Linked DNA regions of Mus musculus: region 2 is linked to region 1. Evidence: chromatin contacts called from public Hi-C data. All regions are on one chromosome and are shown on one strand. Each heading gives the region's core, a stretch centred on a gene start, on an enhancer-like site or on the middle of the called end of the contact. The rest is flanking DNA. Distances are from core to core; before and after follow the strand shown.

Region 1 (4,407 bases), core at 1,376-3,875:
TGGATAGTCATAGAGAAAGTTCTCAGTAGGGCAGAAGTCTAGAACATGCCATGCTAAGAGATCTACCATGCCAGGGATGCTTCCAATTCCACACATGTATTCAAAGATGCTCACAATCTCGATTGCATTTGACCCTTGCAATAAACTCTGGGAAGCTGCAGAACATTGACTGTTATATCAATTTGCAAATTAACTGACTGTATGTAGCTCAGGAAGGTGGGAGCCTGCCATGGGCCACAAGGGACAAGCAGTAGAGACTGGTCTTGAACCACAACCACATTGATACAGGGAAATTTGGCGTCATCTCTTAGGGTTATAAGTCTCATTTAAAAAGAAATCGGGCATGGACTCAAATGAAAGCTAATGACAATTATTATTAAAATTTAAAGGAGATAAACGCCCAGAGCAGAAGGGCTTCATACCCCAGCAACTATCCTGAGGCAGGAATGGAAAAGCCATGCCATTGAAACTGATATGCAAGTCAGATACTTGGTGAACCAGCAATGAAATGGAGGGTTTCAAGGCTTTAGGGAAAGAACAAAGGAGCCTAAAATGTTGGCTCACATTGTTAAAGAAAACCTGTTTCTACTTCTTTTCTAGAGAAGAAGAAGAAAAAAAAAAAAAAGGGAGAAGTAGGTCTACTTAGGAAGCCACATGGCTGTGAACTCTAAGTTCCTATACTAGAAGTGGGATTCTAGGAAGAAAAATATAGTACCTTACTAAAGGACTAATTATTCTTCTTATCCTTTTAGTAAGGCTGCCAGATGAGCCTGCCCTTGGGATTGGCCCTTGGGCAACTGATTGACACAGCCCAACTAGAATGCTGGGAGTCTACCCAGAGGTTCTTTTCAATGGGTCTGAGGTTTTCCCTCCATGGGCTTTTGCTGTTATAGTAATAGTATGATTACAAGACCGACATCTCAGCTTTTTCCAATGCCTCTCTCCTGCCAATCATGCTTGCTTACTTCTCGGCTCTAGGGTCATAAAGAATGTCTCTGATTTTTTTTCTTGTGTATTATTTTGTTTTGCTTCCCTCTGACTGCCAACATTGAATGGTACCATCAGGAATTAACGACAAAGCCCCAAAAAGAAAATGAGCTGTGAGGGAGGGACCCCAAAGCCGCCATAAATGCTACAAAGAAGCTGGGAGAGAGGCAGAGAGAAGATAATTAATTTTCTAGTAGCTCATCCCTCCAGGGGTACACATTTTAAATGTTACCATTTTATCCTATGTAAGTACTGAAAACCCCTTCTCCTTTGGGAATCCAAGATCTAATTGCCATCCTAATCTTCATTAACTCTCCATGTTCTGAAACCTCACCAGATCTATGAGTACTGGTGGTCTGGGGTGTTGCTATTTGTTAGAAATGGATGCAGAAGGGAAATTGTGTCTATCTTTGCTTGAGGAGTGTTGATACTCTCAGCCTTTCTCTGGGCTGGCTTAGAAATCTGGGGCCTGTAAGGCAAGGTTCTCTCCTGGACTGAGTGTTTTTTTACAAAGCCTAGATTTGTTCAGAGGCTCAGAAATGATTCATCTTAAGATGAAATAGGCTCAACATGCTAGAAAACATGTTAGGCAAGCATGAGAATATGAGTTCGGATCCCAGCAGGGACATAAAAATGCATGCATGTAATCATTGCACTGGAGAGGAGAAGGGGGGGTGCCTGGAGCTTAATGGCCAGTCCTTGCTGAGTCAGCACTCTCCAGATTCAGTAAAATGTTCTGTCTCAAAAGATAAAGTAGAGAAAATTGAGGAGGATATTGAGGCCTCCATACACATGTATATATCAATATATGTGCATTCACATGCACCAAATCCCCAACACCCCTACACATACATACACCTACATGAAGCAGAGATAGAGAGAAATATGAAATATGAAATATGAAATTCATACATAGGGGACTTCACAAAAGGCTTCTGTAATTTTTATATATACAAATGGCTTTGGGTATTTTAATGTGGATCCTGTTTTGGGGAGACAAGCTGTTATCTGAAAGGAAATCTAGTTTTCTGCCCACTCCATTCTTATTGGGCCCCTGTTAGCTCGGGCACTGGCCACATTATGCACTAACCGTGTCTCAATTGATCTTTGCATCTACTTGACAAACTATGCATCATCTTCGTATCTTACAAATAAAGAAACCAAGGCTTAGATTGAAACTGTGCTAGACGATAGAGCTAGTAAGTGTTTTAAATTCCCTTCGCTGCATTTATTCATTTGGGTTAAGCTTTTGGCACTGGAGAGAAAGCTATCAAAATACAAATAGTCAACAAGGCACTTTGCATGCATTATCTCTTTTGATTATTCTTTACAAAATCCCTGGAAGACAGAGCAGAAAGTCACCACTCTATAAAGCAAGAAATGGAGATCCAGGGAGTCAGGAGTGCTTTGAATGAATTAGGCTGGCAGGGAAGTGGCTACGAACCTCTTAATGAATGTATTTTTTTGCTATGTAACCCCCAGAATTGTGTCCCTCTGCCACACTGCTAATTCGGAGTGAAGTGAATGGGCAGGAAAATGCTGCCCTTTAAGAGAAAGACAAGTTCTAAAGAAGCTAAGAAGAAATGCAGATGCTGATGAGAAATTTCTGGGCTGGGAGCTACAGGCACCTGGGAGGAGGGTTTACAGCAGGATGATGCAGACAGAGCCACATGGTGCACAAGATTTTTCAGAGACAAAACCACTTCCAACTCTTCTTTGTACCAAATCTTTTCTCTGTGATTTCCCCCTCTCCTCCCAAATATTACCAAGTCATTTGAATTAACGTGTATAATTATGAGCTTAAAGAAAAGCAAGCAGTCAACCTGAAATACATTTAATTTATTCAGCCTCTATTTTAAATTATAATCACACTTGTTCTTCACAGAAGCAAGGTGGAAAAGTAGAAAAGAACAAGCCTGGGCATGAGAAAATGTACTCCCTAGCCTAAGCTTGGCTCCTGAGTCTTTAGGACATTGCCTTCCAGGTTTCTTATCCTGGGATGAACAGCATGCAGTAAAACTGATTTTCTGTGTGCAGCACGCGCACTTTAATCCTCTCTGTAGGGGCTGGTGAGATGGCTCAGTGAGTAAAAGCGCCTGCTGCCAGGCGTGATGACCCTACATGTTGCAGGGAGAGAGAACTGATTTCTCACAAATTGTCATTTGTTGTCCACACTAATGTGCCATGGCCTACTCCATACACAAGTATACACAGACACACAAACATGAAGAAATAAACAAAGTAGTTAATAAAATCCTCTGTGCACACTTGTCCATGCGTCTCTCTCTTCCTTACTTTCATGCTTCCCCCTTCCTGTCCCCCTTCCTCTCTCCATGTGCTCTTATATCCCATTTTGACACATGGTTCTGAGCCAGGAACTATAAGCAGCATCTATGCATCTGTGCCCATGAATCACACAAGATAATGGATCCCTACCACAAAACACTTCCCTGGTTTTGACATGGAGGTGAGGGTGGACTGGACTCAAATGCTCCTTTCTGATAATTCTATCTTATGATTCTTTAGTAAAATTTCTCAACGGAAGGTTATTTTTTTTTCTTGGATTGTCTGTCTCTTTTAATTTTACCCACTGATGGGGCAATCAGAAAGTTTGCTCACAAACCTTTGTTGGTTTATAGTTTATTTGGACAAAGAATTTAGGGATCCCTTGATAGCATCATTAGTGGGGACACTGAGTATTATCCATCATTTTCATTGGAAAAGTTTTTGTTTTTGTTTTTAAATCTCTCTTTCCTGGTTCCTCTCTGAAAAAAACACATAAAATTGTTTTATTTGTGCTTATATATGTACATATGTATGTATGTATGTAGGTATATATTTATGTATGTCTTTGTATCTATCTATCTATCTATCTATCTATCTATCTATCTATCTATCTATCATCTATCTATCTATCTATCTTCTATCATTTATTTATCTATCATCTATCATTTATCTATTTATCTCTCTATCATCATCTATATATCACCTCTATTATCTTTTCTTACATTTACTGTGTCTGTGTGTGTGTGTGTGTGTGTGTGTGTGTGTATGGAGGCACACATGTGCCATGGTATACATGTGGTATCAGAGGACCACCTGCAGGATTCAATCTTATGCTTCTATAATGTGGTTTCTGTGGATGAAACTCAGTCATCAGTCTTCCTTGCATTAAACCCCTAAGACATCTCACCGGCCCTGTATATTCTTTATTAAAGGATTGGAGTGACTTCAGTGACAACTGAAAGCCACAGAAGGAATCAGCGATGGTGTCATTAGTTGTCAGGAGACTGTCTGCATATGAAAAAGGAAGGTATCTTGGGAACCTTCCTTCATAGGAATAGTAATTTTTTCTTGGCTATGGCAAAATATTCAACAGAATCAAGTTCAGAGGGGTTTTTTTGGTTTATGGTTCATTGA
Region 2 (4,407 bases), core at 813-3,312, 780 kb after region 1:
TTGGATGCCTGAGCTGGATGAGCACTCCTCAGAAACAATGAGGATCCAGTGAGGTGCATGTGAGGACAGGAGGCTTGTGTTGGGGGTAGCATCCCCTTTCTCCTCCCAGCAGTCTCTGAAGAAAGAGACTCTGAACAAAGAAAGAAACTTTGAACACTAGGGGATAGTATAAAAACTTTAAAAGTGGGAGTCTATTAATCCTGGCTTATTCCACCCATTAAGCACTTAGGTGACAGAAGCCAGCATGTGTGTGTGTGTGTGTGTCTGTGTGTGTGTGTGTATGTGTGTTTGTGTGTGTAGTCACCTAGCTAATAGTAGGAAAACAGTGATCATACCTTTTCCATTTCTGATCTGGGAGAAAGACTGGCCCATATAAACTGCTGCCTCAGTTCAGGGGAACGCCAGAGCCAAGAAGTGGGAGTGGGTGGGTGGGGGAGTGGGTGGGGGAGTGGGTAGGGGAGTGTGTGGGGTACTTTTGGAATAGTGTTGGAAATGTAAATGAAATAAATACCCAATTTTTTAAAAAAAGAAAAGTATAGAGCTTCTTGTATTAGAAGTTTGTCCACCCCTTCCATACCACAGTGCAGTGTAGGAGGTGGTGGGGCCTTTAAGAGGTGGGGCTTCATGCATCTCATCAGGTCATTGGAGGTACTGCTCTGTGGAGGAAGTAAGGGAGTTCTTACAGGACCTTGGTGAGTTCTCATGAGAGTGGGATGTTAGCATGGGGTGTCAGCAAGAATCACAATGACCTTTTCATCTCTGTCTCTGTATGATCACTTTCTTACTGTTGTGGGATTTGGGTGGCATGTTGGAAATACACTGACTGAGCTGTTACTCATCACATAGATGGCCATAGGCTGGACCAGTAGATGATCGGGCTCCAAAACTGACCTAGATGAGACAGACTTCTTATAAAGTAAGTACAAAAGGAGGAGAACACATAACGACAATTGCTAGGCTTGTGTTCACCTATTTGGAGAGCTTTCACGAGTTCCAGTGGACAGTGATGGTTGGAATACAGTGAAGAAGGCCATGCTAACTGCAGAATCAGCCATGTGTATCAAAGACCACAGTGACCTGTGAAAGGGGTACAGGATAGCACTGGGTGCAGATGAAAGGTCTGTAGAACCTGGGGCAAAGGGTGTGTCTAGTGATGTCATCAGGACAGTATTATAGGGAAAGGTGTACTATGTAAAGGATAAAATTGGAGGAGATAGAGCCATTCAGAAGTACTATTTAAAATGGGTAAATAAAACAGAAAAAAATTAACAGAGGTTGAAAGACAGTTGGAGCTCAAGGTATGCATAGGAGACAAGATGGAGCAGGGGTTGTCCTTGGAGAAATGAGGCATACTGAGTCAGGGATACTGCTATTTCAAGTGTGAGCTAGCTTGAACTTGATTTTGGTGCAAGCTGCTGAAATATCTGGACAGACCCAGACAGGATCCAAGCTCTGTGGGGAAGATGAATCTAGTCTACAATGAATGGCAGCCAGAAAGGATTTCAGACAGAGAGATCAGATAGGAGCTAGCTATTAGTAAGAAGTTCACTGCAGATAAAGAATGATCACACGGGGGTGGGGTAGAGGTGGGGGTTGTGGGGGTGGGGCTGGGAGAAGAGGAAGAGTCTTTGATAGATCTTGGTCAAAGTTAAAAGGGGCGGGGTGGGGGGGCGGGAGGGAGAGATCCTTAGGGCAAGGTGACCGAAGTCACAAAGGAATTAAGGTCTTTTGTTTATCTGTGAAATGAGGGGCACATTGTGCTTTGGGGGCTCATTTACCTAACAGTATAATTCTCTCCATAAGGCATGGAATAGCTAGTGAGCTCTTAGTTTCATCCTGTGACTCCACCAAGCCCAAGAAAAACAGCCTCAGTTAAGCGCAGCCCTGCTGTCCCCGGGATTTCCTTGTTGCAGGAGTATGAGGCAGATTAGTGGGCTCCCAAACACAGTCTTGACAGCGAGGGGTGGGGGTGGGGGGCTGGGGAGGTTAAGGGGTTGGGATGAGGGGGAGCTAGGGGTTCTTCAGTTAGCACTGCAAGGCCAGCAGTCAGGCTGGCCTTTTTCAAACTTGTACCCACAGCTCCATCTGCTGGTGGTGGGATCCCTGGCCTGTGGGCTCTGTGTACTTAAGACCTTATTTTGTGTCCCCAAACACCTCTGTCCACATTTCACCCTTCTCTTTGCAGTCATAGAAACACACTCACAAGAGTGTGAATGTGCATACACACACATAGACACACACTGACACCCAAAAATACGCATGTGCAACTAGGAAGATGCAGACACAGGTAGAGAAAAGCTGATAGATAATCATGCACAAACACAGATTCATAGAAACTCTGCCAAACATAGAAGTACACAGGGAAAGATACACATACAAGGATATACATACACAGGCATACAGAGGAAAGCGCACACACACACACACACACACACACACACAGAGAGAGAGAGAGAGAGAGAGAGAGAGAGAGAGAGAGAGAGAGAGAGAGATTAATTTCTGCCACCTCCTGTGATGTACAAGGTGCAAGCACCTTCCTGCTATATCTGGGTGGCTTCTTGTTCCCCCCCAGCCCTCTAATTCTGGAGCCCTGCAGCCTGCCCGGAGGCAAGGCCTGGGGTGAGAGTTGAACCAGATTCCCTCCTTAGCCCAGTGTAAGTGCAAACAGCAGGTGGCCAGGAGGAGTACTTGGGAGGGCTCATGGTTGGACATCTGAAAAGTTAATTTCTTGGTTAATTTACCTTTGTGCCTATAACAGAACCTATGATTGCATCCTGCTCTCTCTTCAAGAATCCAGGAGACTGGAAGGAGAGAGGGAGCCCTGCTTTCAACACTCCTACACCTGCTCCCCCCCCCCCCCACTCCATCTTGGCAGCCTCACTGTGTTCCAGCTTGCATTCCCCAACAACTGGCGAGACAAGCTGGCCCCTCCTACCTTTCCTATTAACCTACTTTCCCTGAAGACACTAGTTTGTCTAAAGAAGCTTAAGTTCAAATGAATTTTATTTTTAAACCAGAAAATTTACGACACTGTAATGAAAATAGTCACTTTTTAAAAACCTTTTAAGGAAAAAAAAAAAAAAAAGGAAAGAAAGAAATGCCATTCCCAGCTACATCTCTTAATGGCTGCCTCCTGGAGGCAGACTAAGTGATGGCTCTAACCAACCTGTTTAAAATGTGAGAGAGGTTACTGCAGAAGTAATCCAAGGGTGTCTCGACTGCAAATACGAATGCCTTTGTCAGCGATCTCTGGCGCCATGCAGGGCACAGGTATTTTTAGCCCACGCAGATATGCAGGGGACACATGTGCACAAGCTGAATTCTGTGAGATGGGTTCTGAATCCTGACTCTCCATTCCTGTGGGCTTTGGAGCTCTGACAAAGTGGCTGGCTATGGCTGCAGACAAACGGGTCAGGGTCTCTGATTTGTGCCCAGTTCTCCGGCCTACGGAACCCAGACTGAGATGTAGCATCTCTATGGCAACTGCTGTAGCCTCCATAGATGTCAGCGATGACAGAAAGGGCTGCTATAGACCCCATAGACACTCCTGCTTTGGTCTGTTGTTTTGGTTTTTCCCTTTGCACATCTGGAACAAGGCTGAACAGAAAAGGAATGGTGAAATTCCCGAGGCATCTCCTTGTGTGCAAATTATAGTACAATGATATAGTATATGTGTGATCTGCATGTCTGAAGGTGGGTATAGTGTATACGGTGTTAGAAAGCACATGTGTGCTGCCCATGTTGCACACATGAGAGGTGTGTAGTGCATTGGTAATGTTGAGTGCTTACAGTTTTATTCAGGTGCTTATATTCGTGAGTGAGTTTCTCTCTCTCTCTCTCTCTCTCTCTCTCTGTGTGTGTGTGTGTGTGTGTGTGTGTGTGTGTGTGTGTGTGTGTGTGTAAGAGAGAGAGAGAGAGAGAGAGAGAGAGAGAGAGAGAGAGAAAGATCTACCAGTCCAGGTCATGCATATGTACATGACTATAGTAAATCTTCTAGTTTGGTATGGTCTGTAGTTAGTTACTTAGTTAGTTTATTTTGACCAGCAGGTAAATGGGCAGTAGGAGGCAGCTGACTCTTACTTCCCTCCTAGGGTGAACAAAGTGTAGCAACTGCCTTTGGACTGCTTTTACACTCACCAGCCATAGTCCGTCTCAACACATGCTCACGGGGATTCTGGACACACCCACATTCAAACATCAGTTTCTATCACACTCATAAGTACATTCCTAACTCGGAAATACTGCATTCTCCATTCCTGTTTGCATGGATGTTGTGAAACACAGCTTTCGCCATTTGTTACCAGTGGCTTTGGGTAAGCCACTTTATCTTTATAAGCCTCAGTATTCTTATCAAGAATGGGTTACAGGCCCAGGGCTTCAGGGCATGTAGACCTTGTCTCCTAGTGG

Evidence for each region. Hi-C and Micro-C count contacts between places; a contact is called where the count stands out from the background.
Region 2: a contact with region 1 is called in a Hi-C map of cerebellar granule neurons, with 2.1 times the contacts expected there. The contact joins two enhancer-like sites.

Annotation. Positions count from the first base shown.
Region 1 is chr9:28,678,811-28,683,217 of GRCm38.p6, forward strand. All of the region lies in intron 3 of Opcml (opioid binding protein/cell adhesion molecule-like), which reads left to right. Among named protein-coding and RNA genes, the nearest start is that of Gm39313, 280 kb to the left of the region's middle. Within about 2 kb of position 2,626, at least 7 of the 459 cell types and tissues checked have an H3K27ac peak or open chromatin away from gene starts, as enhancers often do. A contact at or near this core is called in cerebellar granule neurons, where this site is marked.
Region 2 is chr9:29,456,304-29,460,710 of GRCm38.p6, forward strand. It overlaps a transcript of Ntm not described here. Among named protein-coding and RNA genes, the nearest start is that of Ntm, 46 kb to the left of the region's middle. Within about 2 kb of position 2,063, at least 15 of the 459 cell types and tissues checked have an H3K27ac peak or open chromatin away from gene starts, as enhancers often do. A contact at or near this core is called in cerebellar granule neurons, where this site is marked.